Linked DNA regions of Mus musculus: region 2 is linked to region 1. The links are chromatin contacts, called in public Hi-C maps. All regions are on one chromosome and are shown on one strand. The core of a region is the stretch at or near the end of the contact, and the rest is flanking DNA. Distances in the headings are between cores, read along the strand shown. Region 1 has its middle 14 kb from the start of Myl4. Region 2 has its middle 61 kb from the start of Gm25362.

Region 1 (7,557 bases), core at 1,441-3,940:
ATCCCAGTGGTGGAGAGGTGAAGGCAGGTCCGATCATCTTTAGCTACATAGTGATTTTGAGGCCAGCTTTGGCTACAAGAGATCCTGCTTTAAAAAAAAAATTAGCTCCGTGTTAGCTCCACACTTGCTTAGTCTATGTTAGGTCCCCAGCACTTTAAAACACCTAGAATACAGACTTTAGCGCAATAAGCAATTTTACAATCAACAGTGTTAAGGACAGTCACATTGTAGAGCTGGAGAGATGACTCATGGGTCAAGAGTGCTTGCTACTCTTACAGAGGACCCTGAATTTGGCTCCCAGCACCCATGTCCAGGGGTTCATATGCACTTGTATCTCTAGCTTCAGGGAGTCCAACGCCATCTTGGCCTCTGAGGACACCTTCATGCACATGTTACACACACACACACACACACACGCACACGCACACGTACACGCACACGCACCATCTTAAAAGGGGGAAAAGAAAGACTATTTACATGAAGTGGAGATGTCTCTCAATGGTAGAGCACTTGCCCAGCATGCAATGGGCTCTGGGTCCTTTCCCGGGAAGTACTTATTGGTGCCACCCACACCCCAGTCAATCAGCACTCTGTGTTTTGTGTATGTGACTTTGACTACTCTAGATAAATGAGCTCATGCAGCGATTGTCCTATCCATCCCGTGTCATCCATGTTGTAGTTTGTGTCTAAATTGCCAACCTTTTATAGCTGAGGAACACGCCACCGTGTTGTCCCAATAGAGCATGGGAGCATGGTTTTTATTTTTATTTTTTATTTTTTGCTTTTGGTCCTGGTTTCTTGATGTGGGCACATGAGGTGCTTCCTCTGAGCATGGTGCCCCTGGTACCTGAAAAACAGACCAGACTCACTACGTAGTGAGTTCCAGAATAGCCAGGGCTACATAGAAAGATCTTGTTTCATAAACAAAATCAAAGGGGAAAAATTAGATACATCTATAAAACCTCTAACAAAACAACAACAGCAAAACAATAGCCAACCCACCAGCCAAACCACACTCAAACAAAAACGGAAGTGCATTCACTGGTCTCCTTCCACTGAGGTCCAGGGCTGGTGTCATTGCTATCCTGCACACACCCTCAGGCACTGAAGTCCCTTGTATACTGTCTCCCCATGTGGGAGCTGTTCTGATGAGCTGAGGTGCTTGGTGCTTCTTGGCCATCTTGTCCACTGATGAAAAGGCTCTGGAGCTTTTCCTACTCTGTGGGAACTGCCATGGTCAGTATGTTTCCTTTGTTGTGTTGGGGACCGTCATGAAGATGGAAGAGATTCCTGTCCTTTTACCTCAATGGGGATGACTTAAGGAAGGCTCTGGCCCTGCTATGGGTTGATGGGAAGTGATGGGACACAGGGCAGTTGCTGTGAGGAAGACCCTAAAGGCCCGTCTCAGCCACCTCCGTTCAGGGTTCCATGGAGCAGTCTGCTCCAGGTCGGAAGTGCAGCTTTCTGGAAAGTCCCCTTATCAGAGGGAATGACTCGGAGGCTGTGAACAGAACCTGGCTTGGAGAATTCCCCCTCCCAAGGACGCCCCTGCCTTCTTCCCCAACTCAGTACCGAGTTCCTGATCCGGCCCACAGTCTCTGCTACCTGTGGGAAGGATTTGAGGAAAGTGGTCATTAGAGATGATGTGACCATGAAATTGGCACCTTTGAGGACAAATGCAAATTTCAGAGCGATAAACAAACAAACAAACAAACAAACAAAACAACCCACAATCAATGTCCTGAACTCTTACTGTGTGACTGTCCCTGTGCTGAGAAGATAACAGCCATTTCCAGCAGCCCAGGAGGTGGGAACTATAGTCCCCATTCAAGAACATTCAGATATAATAGTGATAGTAATGGCTGGGAACATAGCTCATTGGTCAGCTCTTGTCTACCATCTATGGCTCAGTTCCCATCATCATCATCACCACCACCACCATTATCATCAACAACAAAAATGCCCAAATATTTTTGAGTTGGTGGTAATTGTCAACTTGACACAATCTAGAATCACAGGAGAAGGTAGTCTCAATGGGGAATTATGTAATTAGGTTGGCCTGTGGGCTTGTCTGTGTATGAGGGATTATCTTGATTATATTAATTGAGGTGTGATGACCCAGCCACTGAGAGTGGTACCATTCCCTAGGCACAGAATACTGGCTTGTGTAATAGCAGAGAAAGCCAGGAGAAGCATATCACATCCACTTAGCACAACAAGAGCTGCCCCTTCCTCACTAAGGGCTCTGATCTCCCAGCCAGTTTTGGCCAGTTTTACAGTATCAGATGTGATTTTTGTTCTTGTGGAGCCAGTCTCCGATTTGCTACCATTGTGGTGGGGGTGCATCTTGCCTGACTGATCAGTAGGGCAGCAACATTAAAATTATTCTAACCCTTTGAGATACGACTCAGACTTGCCCCTTCCCTGATGCTTTCCCCACTGTTATAGATGAACACACCCCTTAAACAGAACTCTCAGCTTGTTCTCCGTAACAGAGCCACTGGGTTGAGACAGCTGAAGATGTCAGAGCTAGAGACCTTTTAGATTTCTAGGGTCGTGTAATCACCCGAAGGCAGTGTTTAGCAGCACAGTGCCACCATGTGCTTGGCGTCCTGCAAAAACCCTGGTTACTGGGTCATTTAAGGTAATGTATGTTGGTGATGGCTAGGGTGCCATGTTCAGTTCTTACCAGTAGATGGCGGAATTGCAACAGTGTGCTTCCAGCAGGAAGCCCGAGTGTGTGTCTGAGGTGCTTAGCCTGGGCTGGAAGAAACTCCAGGAGTCACTTAGCTTATCTTTGAGCCTTTAGACAAACGCAGAGCTTGTTTATTTTAAAAGGAAGCACAGCCGTTAGTTAGCCTGCAAGCTTCATCACAACGTTTGGCAATGCAGGTCACAGAGAGGACATTGTTGTGGAAATATGAATTCCTGGCATGACCCAGTTTGGCTCCTAAATCATGTTCCCACTTTGTCTTGGTTCCATAGCTTGTAAGGTAAAAAGGCAGACTGCGTCATGTTTAAAACTTTTTTCTTATGCTTAGTTAATTAATTGTGTGTATGGTGTGTGTGTCTGTGTTTAGTTGTGAGCTGTCTGATATGGATGCAGGAAACTGAACTCAGGTCCTGTGGAAGAGCAGAGGACACTCTTCACTGATGAGCTTTCTTGCTTGCCTTCTACTTCATTCATTCATTCATTCATTCATTGAGACTAGATGTCTCACTGAACCTGGAGTTCACTGATTTGGTACAACCAGCTGGAGAGTGAGCTCTAGGGACCCACTTCTCTCTCCCTCTATAGAGGGATTACAGACGATGCTGGCTAGTTTTACGTCAACTTGATACACGCTGGCATCATCAGAGAGAAGGGAGCCTCAACTGAGAAAATGTCTCCATAAGACTGAGCAAGCCTATAGGACATTTCCTTAATTAGAGATTGATGGGCCCAGCCCATTGTGGGTGGTGCTGTTCTGGGCTGGGTCCTGGGTTCTATAAGAAAGCAGCTGAACAAGCAAGGATGCACAAACAAGCCAGTAAGCAGCATCCCTCCATGGTTTCTGCATCAGCTCCTGCCTCCAGGTCCCTGCCCTCTCTGAGTTCCTCACTTCCTTCGGTGATGGACTAGGACGTGGAAGTGTGAGCCACATAGACACTTTCCTTCCCAGCTTACGGTTGGTCATAGTGCTTCATCACAGCCACACTACTCCTCACTAGGACACAGAGGTAGCTGCTGGAGGTGCTTTTGTATATGGATGCTGGGATCTGAACTCAGCTCCACAGCCTTATGTTGGATAGAAAGAATCTTGTGTATATGGGCTTTGAACCTGAAGTGGTGAGAGAGAACTCACTCGAAATAATGCACATGAGTAGATTTCTTTTCTTTTCTTTTCTTTTTTTTTTTTTTTCAAGACAGGGTTTCTCTGTATAGCCCTGGCTGTCCTGGAACTCACTTTGCAGACCAGGCTGACCTCAAACTCAGAAATCCGCCTGCCTCTGCCTCCCGAGTGCTGGGATTAAAAGTGTGTACCACCACGCCTGGCTGTTTGCCACTTTTTAACATTGAATCTGTCCGTCTATCTTTCTATATTTATTGGTTGATGAATGTGGTGTTTGTAGTTTTTTCTGTAGGTCTGTGTGTGTCTGGTGTGTGTGTGTGCGCAGGCGCACATGTGTGTGCACATGGATACAGAGACCACAGGTAGATGCCAGTTGTGCCCCACCCCCACCCCCACGCCTCCCTCTCCCTCTATTTATTTGGAGACAGGGTCTCTCAGGGAACTGGAAGCTCATTTATTTGACAAGGCTGGCTGCCCAACGAGCTTCAGGAATCTACTTGTTTCTGTATCTGCTCCTCTTCCCCCACCCCAGTCCTGTGGTTACAGGCATTGACCAGCCTATGCCAATTTTTATGTGGGGTCTGAGGATCCGAATTCAGATCCTTACCCTTGTGTGGCAGGCTCTTTACTACCCGAGCTAACCCCCAGACTTTAAGATTGTGTTTCAATCCCACTTTGAACTCAGGTGTTCTAAGGTTTTCTTTGCCAGCTCCTTGTCATAACTTGAGGTCTGTAAGGAGAGCACTTAGCTTTCCCCGTCCTGACGTATGAGAAAATGCTGTGGAACTCTTCCTTCAGCCCCGTCAGTCTCACCTGTTTCCTTATTTAATTGTTTGCAAACTACATAGCTAGAATTTCCCTGCCGAGTACCACTCATTCCTTGTGCGCAGAAACAGGAATTCTTAACCATAAAAGACTCTCGCAGGCCTCTGTGTACTCCTTTTTCCAAGAACAGGCTTTGTGCTTTGCTATCATATTTTCCGGGGGGGCGGGGGGAGGGGTCAGAGATCCATACAAGGTCAAGAAGTGCTGTTTGGAGCCTTTGTGGGATTCTGTTTATCTTCTCACTGGATGTTTTGACATTGCATCTGGCCAGGCCAGTCTTCCTCCCAGGCCACCATGAACTTGACAACAGTTCTTCTCATTTTTCCCAGAACGTGTGTTTTATTTCCATCCCCTGGTCCCTGACCCCTGACCCCTGACCCTTGCCCTTCCTTGGGGGCTTACTTTGGTTTAGGGAGGCAGTTGCTGCTTTTTCTCCTGTGGTCCCTCTTTTGGCAATGGGAACGTCCTCCCGGAACTCCTCTGCCTCAGCTCAGGGGTTGTCTCATCACAGAGCCGGCCTGCTCCTGCTCTGCTTCCTGACCCTTAGGGTTACACCTGTTTGTTGCCATGCCCCGTGCTCCCCCGGTGCTCCTTCCAGAACTTTCTGGATCTGTGTAGGGCACGTGCCCCTCACCTGGATGCAGACTCCCCTACTACTGGAGTCACATTTCCAATGTCCTTTTCTCAGAGCCTGATGCTTTGCACTGGGCTTCCATCTTCCGAGGACCACGGTCGTGTTCCCTCCCTGTCTTTGGCGCTCAGCACTTACAGGCTCCTTCCCCTCCTAGTTTAGCTTTTCTTTAGGATGGAGTCCATTGTCAAATAAGAATAATTTCCATCTCACGAACATTGGTCATATGTAAAAGAGTACTTTCAAAGATGTATGTATGTATGTATGTATGAATGTATGAATGTATGTATGTATGTATTTGGGTTTTTTTTCAAGACACAGTTTCTCTGTGTAGCCCTGGCTGTCCTGGAACTCACTCTGTAGACCAGGCTGGTTTCAAACTCAGTGATCCACCTGCCTCTGCCTCTGGAGTACTGGGATTCAAGGCCTGTGCCACCACCACCTGGCCAAAGATTTATTCTTTACTTATGTGCGTGAGTGTGTCTGTGTAGGTTTGTGCATGTGAGTGGAGGTGTCTGCAGAGTTGTAGTTGGTTGTGAGCTATCCAACTAGGGTGCTGGGAATAGAACTCTGGTTCTCAGCTGTACGTACTTTTAACGTCTGAGCCATCTCTCCAGCCTCTAGTTGCAAAGAATATTAGTCATTTTGTATTTGCCGACATCAGATATGCTATGACTTGTTGGCGACAGAAGCATCACGGTGTAACTGAGCTGATGTAGGGACAGAGAGCTAGAGTGTCTGTTTTCCATGGGAGACTTTGATGTCAGAGAACACGGTGAGCTAGCTGCTGAGTCTGGCTGGTTTGGTCTGATTTCACCTTCTCATGCCTGGGGCATCACAGGAGACTCAAATGATGGTCTCCTTAGTCCTGCTCCTTCTCCATTCAATTCCCACCCATCTCAGTTCTCAACTCAGTTCCTCTGAGCTTCCACAAGAAGGGACGGGGGCTGGAGAGATGGCTCAGCTGCTAAGAGGACGCGGGTTTGATTCCCAACACCCACATGGTTGCTCACAACGGTCTGTAACTCTCGTTCTAAGGGATCCAATGATCTTTCCTGACCTCCACAGGCACCAGGCTCACATGTAGTGCACAGACATACACACAGGCAAAAACCCATACGCACAGAATAAGAATAAATAAATCCAAATTAAAAAAAAAAGAAAAGGGCCAAGACTAATGTAAAAAGCTGTCACTAATTGGAATGTAGCGAGATTCATACATTACCTTGCTATTTATCTGAGGTATTTTATTGCTGATATTGTTTTAATTAGAATTAATTTTCCCTCTTTTCTCATCTCTTCTCACGGAAATAAAACCCAGAGCCTTGCTCATCATGCAGTGTCACAATCCCTCCTCGCCCTTGAATTAGAACAAAGCCTTTGTAATATATGCTAGTGCCTGGCTGATAGTTTGCTTGGACTTTTGAGTTGTTGTTGTTGTTTTTATAGACTCAAATAGCATCAAATTCTTGCCCTTAAGGAATATTAAGTCTAGCATGGAAGCAGAGTAGTGTCTTTGCACACCACATGTAAAGTGTACCAAGTAGAAGGCAGATGTTATAAGAGAGGCACTATAAAAGAAAATTGGGCTGGCCTGGTGGGATGGCACAGTGGTTAGAAACATTTGCTGTTCTTGCAGAGAATCCTGGCTTGATTTTCAGCACCCACACAGAATCATGATGATACATATACATACATATATTATATATAAATAAATGATAATATATAAATCATATATAATCTTTAAATATATATTCATATATTTAAATATATTTATACATTTAAATACATATATAAATATATTTAAAGATTTATTTATTTCATGTATGTGAGTACACTGTCACTATCTTCAGACACACCAGAAGAGGGCATTGAATCCCATCATAGATGATTGTAAGCCACCATGTGGTTGCTGGGAATTGAACTCAGGTCCTCTGGAAGAGCAGTCAGTGCTCTTAACTGCTGAGCCATCTCTCCAGCCCTGATGAAATATATTTTAAAACAATCCTTTGACATTCATATTGTTGTACCGCTGACTAAAGATAAAAGCCAATTTGCATGTAAAAGATGGATGTGCTTGGTCACTTTTAGACGGAGAATTAAATCACGTCTAAGCATTTAATTAAGAAAACAAATCTAGATCATCTTCAGTGTTTTCCTGAGTTGCTTGATACTTGATTTTTATAACCGTTGCTACAAAGAAAACCAATACATAGGACACAGTACTAATTTACACCAATACAGCATATGAAATGCTAGCAATACATT
Region 2 (7,557 bases), core at 3,354-5,853, 430 kb after region 1:
GTATGTATGTGCATAAGGATGCACATATATATTATATGCACACCTTAAAGATTTCTTATCTTGTCACTGGCTTCAAAAATTTTAACTGGCATGAAAATTAAATTTGTTTATTTCATTTTGGCAAAACTTTGTGATGATATATATGTATAATGAGTTCCACACTTATTCTGAAACCTCTTTTTTATCTTATGGTGCATTTCTCCATAATAACACAGTCAACACCGATCATCATTCATTTGAAATACTTAGCAACTACTCTAACTCAGAAAATGTTAGGACATGCCAGTGACAGTAGGACTACTGAGGCCACTTACACCATTACAAATGCATAGTTTCTACAAATTTGAACACCTTTCCATGTGTTCTGTACAAACGTAGTTTTGTCAGACAAAGTCAACAAACAATTCTCACTTTCAATTTTCTTTTTTTTTTCTCCAAAGGAGGAAATATTGATGCTAAAGTCACACATAGAGTGCTGGAGGGCATGGGCATACAGCTTTCAAATAGAGACATCAATGACCTGCTGAAACGGTTGCCTATTGCTGGTAAGTACTGTGTGAACCCTATGGAGTGCATCTTCGTGTTTGTATAAACTTCAGAGTGAGGACATCATAAAAACTAGCCCCTCTCCTGCCCTACAACTCCTAGAAAACAAAGATATCAAGCTGTAGTAGGGAAAGTATGAGTCTTTGGCATTTGAATTTGTTTTGATCCCTGGCAGCATCCTTAAACTAAATCTTGGCTTTGAAAGTGTGTTCCTGGCTGTGGGGGATGGCCCAGTGGGTAAAACACTTGCTGTCCAAGACTGATGATCTCAGTTCACATCTCTGGAACACAAGTAAAAAGTTGCAGTGTGTGGGTCTATAATCTTGATCTTTCTACAATGAGATAAGAAGCAGAGATGGGAGATTTCCCAAGAGCTTGCAGACCAGCTAGTGTAGTTTAACAGTGCAACAGCAAACGAGACAGAAGCAAGATAGATGGTTGACATCCAAGGTTCTACTCCAACCTACACACACACTGTGTCCACTCATGCGCACATGGACACACATACAGACACACATGCACACATGTGAACACAAGCACGCACAGACCCATGCACGTGCACACATACACAAATAAATAAACAGATGTTTTTAAAATAGTGTCGTTACCTTAAGATAAATAAATCTTAAGTAGAGCAAAGAAAAAAAAAGGGTGAACTAACAGTAACAAGGAGAAAGAAAGGGGGAGCTGAACGTGAGGAAAGGCATCGGACAGCGTCACATTCAGAATTTTGTCCAGTGCTGGGGAAAGTGTTGGTGGCAAGGCACTTAGAATTATACCCTCAGCACCTCTTACTGGATGCATCATTTCTCTCTAATTATAAATGTGTCTTATTTTACAGACGATGGGAAAATACTTAAAAACGTATTACTTGATCATGTAAAGTGGCATTCTGGTAAGTGATCATCTCAAAAAGGCAATTCGAACTATAAGCTGTCGTCTTTACCTTGACTTAAAAAACATCATGTCATTACACAATAATTAGGTGGTTTGTTTTATTTTCTTTAAGTTTAAAGATCTTTTAGATGCAACTATAACTAATGTAGTTTATAATTTTCTGACAGTTGAAGATGTTTCAAATTCTGTTTGCTGATCAAGAGTGCTAGTTGTCTGATATAACTTATCAGTTGATCTAAAAAATGCAGTTTATAGTATATAGAATCAGTACATATACTCAATATGTAACTAAAAACTTACATAACTCATCTGATATATAATTAACTTCTAAATATACCTTTCTCACACATTAAATAAAGAACCCTCTGAAGCAAGATTGGCCAAATACACTGTTGCCCAGCTTCCACAGTGTCTCTGCAGCCCTGAAAGCTATTTGTCTGTCATTGTGTGGTGGACTACTTCGTTTCCGTCTATGATAACTTAGCCTCTGGCTCCTTCTTTCCTAAGGGGCCAAGTGTCATATCTCCAAACTGGGTGGCATTCTAGAAGACTTGGGCTTCAACCTGGAGGATGAAGAAATCGAAGACCTAACAAGCCGTCTGCCAGTTGAAGGTGAGATTGCCGTTATGTCTTCTGAGAGCCTCTCAGTGCCTCTGATAAACTTGAAGATCTGCTCGTGGGGAAACCTGTTTTCCTGGATTGTGGTGCTTCAGTCAGAAGTGCTCATCTGTCGAACAAGAGGTTTCGCTTATAAACCCTTATACCACTGAGAATACTTAATGACCTATGCCAGAGAAAAGAAACAAAGGATCATGTCAACAGGAAAAGAAAGGGGCAAGAGCTAAGAATTGATACTTAAGAGAACCCACCACTGTTCCAGAGGACACACGTTTGGTTCCCAGCACCCATGTTGGATAGCTCATGATTGCCAGTAAATACTCCAGCTCCAGGGATCTGACTCTCTCTTCTGGCCTTCAGGAGAAAAATAATTAAATCTATCAAATCACCAGAAGGTTCAGGAAAGAAAGCATGCCAGATCATCCTAGATTTTTTTTTACTTGATAGTGAAATGTATATATCCTGTGTATATCCTCGCTGTACAGTTGGTTTCTTGGCACTGACTTGAATGGTGATTATGGGTCCTCTGACTAGTATCTGCTTCCAGCTCCTGAAGGTCAGTGCTTTCACAGTCTACCATGAGAGAGAGCAGTGTCTGTCTCTGACTCACTTCATATAAAGTCCTGCAGATCATCAGGGGACCCTCCCCTGGTAGCCCTCATCTACACTGAGCTGCGTCATGGTGAGCATCACCTGTGTGTGGTGATGCGCTTGTTAATTAGCCCCAGACCTCTCTTCAGTCCTCAGTCCCTTCCTTTAGCTCTCTACCAAGCTGCAGAATTGTTGCTGCCCCCCATCCCCAGCAGTAATTCCATTTTCTGTTTGGTACCAAGTGTTTCTACCTACTGAGGAGTTGCCATGTTGCTTTCCGTAACAGCTGTACCAATGTTACTCTCACTAACCGTGTGTAAGAGTTGTTTTTTCTCATACACACAACAGCATTGATGGGATTTATCCCTTTAATAACAGCCATCCTGACTCCAGTTAGGTGATGTCTCATTCTCAGTGGGTTTACATTTCCCTGATGGTGAGCAATGCCCAGGGGTTTGTTTGTTTGTTTGTTTTGTGTGTGTGCTTTCCTGTGGTACCAAACCCTAGACTGAGTCTGACTCCAGTAATAACCTTACTTTAATTTCATTTTTATTTCTTACTTTAATTTTAAATCAAGAGGTTTTTTTCTTTTTTTCACTTAGACCTGATTAGAAGGGAGTGAGTTTCCAGCACATGCAACCCTCAAGCTAATCTAGAGCAAATAGCCTAGTATGTATGGCTCCTACTCTATGCAGACAGATGGTTAGCTACAATATAGCTGGGTTTGGTTTTCCTGAGACAGGGTTTCTCTGTGTAGCCCTGGCTGGTCTGGTACTTGCTCTTTAGACCAGGTTGGCCTCAAACTCGGAGATCTGCCTGCCTCTGCCTCCTAAGTACTGGGATTAAAGGTGTACACCACAACCTCTGGGCACACAATACTGCTTTTTTAAATCTGTTATACTAAGGTGATCAAACAGATTGCTCTTGGACTCTAAAGTGGAATGAGCCAAGTGAAAGATAAACAACGCTTTTTTAAATTTCCTAGCACCGGTGCACATAGACATGGTACATCCTGCAATTTTTCCTCCTGCACTGTATTTGTTTATCACATTCAGACCGTCAGTTTTCAAGTCCGTGTTCATCTGGGAAAGAAGATTAGTGTATTAGCAGAACAAATCAGGGTGAACCTTTGAATTTCGATGTTTTACCTCACACTGTAAGGCCTTGTGTTTCTGGGTGCGAGTCACCATGCCTGGGTCTTATATGCATTTTGTCTTTGCAGATGAGATGGTCAACATGAGGGAGATGATGGAGAATGTGGAGTTGCTCACAGGTCAGTGAAAGGCCACAGAGCAAAAACGACTTTCAGTCACAATGAAGCTTACACGTCACACTTTTCAATATCCAAGCCTCGTTATGGGGGCTTTGTTTAGTACAAATTTATTAATTTGTTAGTCTTACTGATATAACAACAATATATTTTATGCATCTCTGTGAGATGGCTCAATAGGTAGAGACACTTGGTAGTTCCCTATATACTGGAAAGAACTTACTCCTGTAAATTGTCTTCTGACTTCCACGAGGATGCCCACAACATGATAAATACATGAATAAATAAATGAATAGTAAATAGTAATAAAAAATCAAAACATTCTATCCAGCAGTCCAAATTAATTTTTGGCAAAACTGTTACATTTTTCTATTGTTGTAGTATCCTGGGTTTCCCTGTGTTTTCTTTCTCAACGATTTAAATTAGTTGCATTGTTCACACGGCCAAAATAAACCCAGGTAACCATGATCACTAGAAAAATAATGGCCTAGTCTTATTTTTAGGATTAAATCTTTTTATTCTATTTTACCCTAAAAATCTAACCATTTTAGGAATAGATCACCTTCCTTATCATGTCATATAGTGTAAAAATAGGAAACGGGTTGCGTGCAGAGGGGTGGGGCTCGTGAGGGCCCACCCCCTAGCTGAAGAGCTATTGGCAGTTGTTAGCCAATTGTTGAGAGGGAGAGTCAATTCCCTTCAAGTGATGTGGTCTTTGCTCATGCTCCAGTAGAGGGCGCTCTGCATACATATGTATGTGGGCAGCAGTAATCCAACACGGGGTTATTAAAACAGACAACAAGACGATGACAACAACAAACAGAAGGAAACAACATAAATTTGGGCAGGGTATGTGGGGGATCTGACTTGGAAATCAAGGTACGATGTGTTCTGAATGCATTGTATTTGCATATCTAGCTACCAACGAGTAAGCAAAACATTTAAATTGGCAGTTTATCTATAAAAATATGTATTTAGTCATTTATACATAGCCATATTGACCTATGACCTCCATGTCAGAATATTGATCTATACTGTTGCTCAGTGAAGTGAATGTCATGATCCACCAGAGATACTGACAACCCCATTGATAGAGCCAATTCTAAGTTTTGCTTTTGTGTTTTTTATTTTGGATGGCCCAACCAAAAGTGGGCTTGTGCCTCTGAAAAGTCTCTTGTAGCTGAGTCAGGGATGCAGGTTTCTAATGGCAAAAACCACAAAGACCATAGTTTATATCAAAGTTAAATGAGGTCAGAGTAACCTTAAAATATTCGTCCCTGGCAGAGCATAGTAATATGTCAGACCAAACATGTAAATTATTTTTCACTTATATTTTTTTCTAGTTATTTTAGTTTTTTTTTAAATTATTTTGGTTAATACATTGGGACCATGGTCAAGGCCTTGGAAATCTCAAATGTGTTTCTGAGGCAGACATGAGCATTGGAGAGGTGGGTAGGGAGCTGAGAACTGTCCAGGCAAACACAAAATGGGGTTAGAACAAAATGATGTCACTTAGGCATTTCACTAGAACTTACAAATTATTTTTCTGTCTAGAATTGAGCAATTTATGTCTTTTTTTTATATCCTCTTAGACTCTTGACTTAGACTTTTGATCATCCAACCCTTCAGGTAAACTTAGATGACACAGTTTCTAATCATTTTGCTCTCATTTCTATTTATTTCAAAGGAAACAAAGTGGATGTTGATCAAATAGATCAAGTTTTGAAAACCATAGGGGTAGAGCTCACACCTAAGGAGCGCTGGGAGCTGATGAAGACTCTGCCCATTACCTGTGAGCATTCCTGATTCAACCGCAGCTTCTGGGGGCGGGGGTGGGGGCTTGAGCATGTGCGTTATGGAGGCTAGCTGGGAGTCCTTGAATATACATTACACATGAACATATTGAGGACATCTTAAGTGATAAGATTAAAGTCACAAATCTTTAAAAAAAAAAAGTCACAAGTCTTTTCGTCCATGGAAACTATTTTACATAGGGGCTTACTCTATTGGGACTGAATTTGAGAATTCTTAAGAAAGAAATTAATTCATGAATCAAGATATGATTACAAGTTTTTGAGTTGAGACATTACTTCTGTAATGTCTGATAACCCTAAAGCACAAAGAAATTAAAGAGGGGAGAGAAGGCAAGACAGATGGGAACATGTTAAATCAGTATTAGCCTAGCAAAATGAGACATTTAGAACATCCAATTCTTCACATTATTGATAAAGTCAAGTTGAAGAAAGCTGTATAGATAATAGACTAAATATGCCACATCTATAAGGTTACTGCCTTCATGGTGGTAGTCCACAGTCATGTTATGGGTGCCAGTACTGCGTGGTCTGTGACACATTATGTCTTCTATTACAGCTGATAATAAAGTGTATCGGAACCGATTGTTGGATAGTTTAAAAACTTTTCACAGTGAGTAACAAATGCAATGTCAAGTGAAACAAGCCTTCAAGTTTGTTTCTTTCTGGAAAGTCTACTTATTACCTAATGGTAACAGTAGCTTGTTTCCGTTGAGGGTTGTTTCACAGCACTTCTCTGTCTCACACTGAAACTCCAGGGGATAGTTCTATTATGGCCATTTCCCACCCAAACTGAACTGATCTGCTTGCCTTGATCTCACAACTTGAATGTGGAAATGTTTCTCATCTGTAGTGTTATATTCTGTAGTTTATCAGTCTTTTTATCCCTCTTTATGTCTTTTATTTTAAATTTATGGAGATAATCTGACAGGCTTCAAACCTGGTGGCCATAGTTATTATAGTTGCCTCTGACATCTCTACTATGAATAAATAAAGACCAACTAGCAAGCCTTGGTCACTCCCGTTACTCCAGGGCTCTACTAAAAATGTTGGCAGCATGTCTTCTGACATGTATATGGGCTGATTCTTTCCTACCCTCCACCCATCCCCTGCACTTGCTTTTATTCTTTCTTTAAACATTCAGTTTTGATTTATTTTCTCCTTTATGACCCAGTCCCTAGAATTAAGTAGAATTTTAAACATTGAAGCATACTTTTACATTTTTTTCTTATTTCATCTCTTCCTTTCTTAAGGAGGAAAAGGTTTTACAAATAAACTAGAAACCATCATGGAAAACATTAACTACAATGTTGATGAAAAAGACATGAAAGAACTGCAGAACTACTTGAAAACTGATGGTATTTCATTTAATACTATGACTTCCTATAAGAAGAATCACAGAGCTCTGCTTGTAGTCTCTCTAGGGGTATTCTCACTTAAGTATACTTAGGAAGAAAGAAATACTCATGAAGTTATAACCCTCCAGGGCAAAAATAGAGCTTTTGCCAAGTGTGATAGTACATACCTTTAATCCCAGCTTGGAGGATGGGAGGTAGGAGTGGAAGCAGGCAGATCTCTGTGCCTTTGAAGCCAGCCAGGATTACATAGTGAGTCTCTGTCTCAAAATATAAATGAAAGATAGATAGATAGATAGATAGATAGATAGATAGATAGATAGATAGATAGATAGATAGATAGATAATAGATTAATATAATTATTATGTTATATATTAATAGTATATATATTCTATTAATCTCAGTAGTGACAGAACACTGATAGAGGTACTGCTAAACTTACACTGACTATCATAGGGAAACTATAGA

Evidence for each region. Hi-C and Micro-C count contacts between places; a contact is called where the count stands out from the background.
Region 2: a Hi-C map of the N1E-115 cell line shows a contact between it and region 1, with 3 times the contacts expected there. The contact joins two enhancer-like sites. A contact is called at or near these places in 6 of 39 promoter capture datasets (the C10 cell line, the HPC-7 cell line, the SN4741 cell line and 3 more), 3 of 15 datasets of contacts at CTCF or cohesin (the NIH/3T3 cell line, large pre-B cells and pro-B cells), 8 of 484 Hi-C or Micro-C datasets (the G1E-ER4 cell line, the HL-1 cell line, the N1E-115 cell line and 5 more), 5 of 115 datasets of contacts at active chromatin or transcription factors (T-cell acute lymphoblastic leukemia, embryonic forebrain, embryonic stem cells and 2 more) and 1 of 9 other capture datasets (embryonic stem cells).

The regions. Positions count from the first base shown.
Region 1 is chr11:104,587,616-104,595,172 of GRCm38.p6, forward strand. No RefSeq gene overlaps it. Among named protein-coding and RNA genes, the nearest start is that of Myl4, 14 kb to the left of the region's middle. Within about 2 kb of position 2,691, at least 18 of the 459 cell types and tissues checked have an H3K27ac peak or open chromatin away from gene starts, as enhancers often do. A contact at or near this core is called in the N1E-115 cell line, where this site is marked.
Region 2 is chr11:105,016,643-105,024,199 of GRCm38.p6, forward strand. It overlaps a transcript of Efcab3 not described here. Among named protein-coding and RNA genes, the nearest start is that of Gm25362, 61 kb to the right of the region's middle. Within about 2 kb of position 4,604, at least 4 of the 459 cell types and tissues checked have an H3K27ac peak or open chromatin away from gene starts, as enhancers often do. A contact at or near this core is called in the N1E-115 cell line, where this site is marked.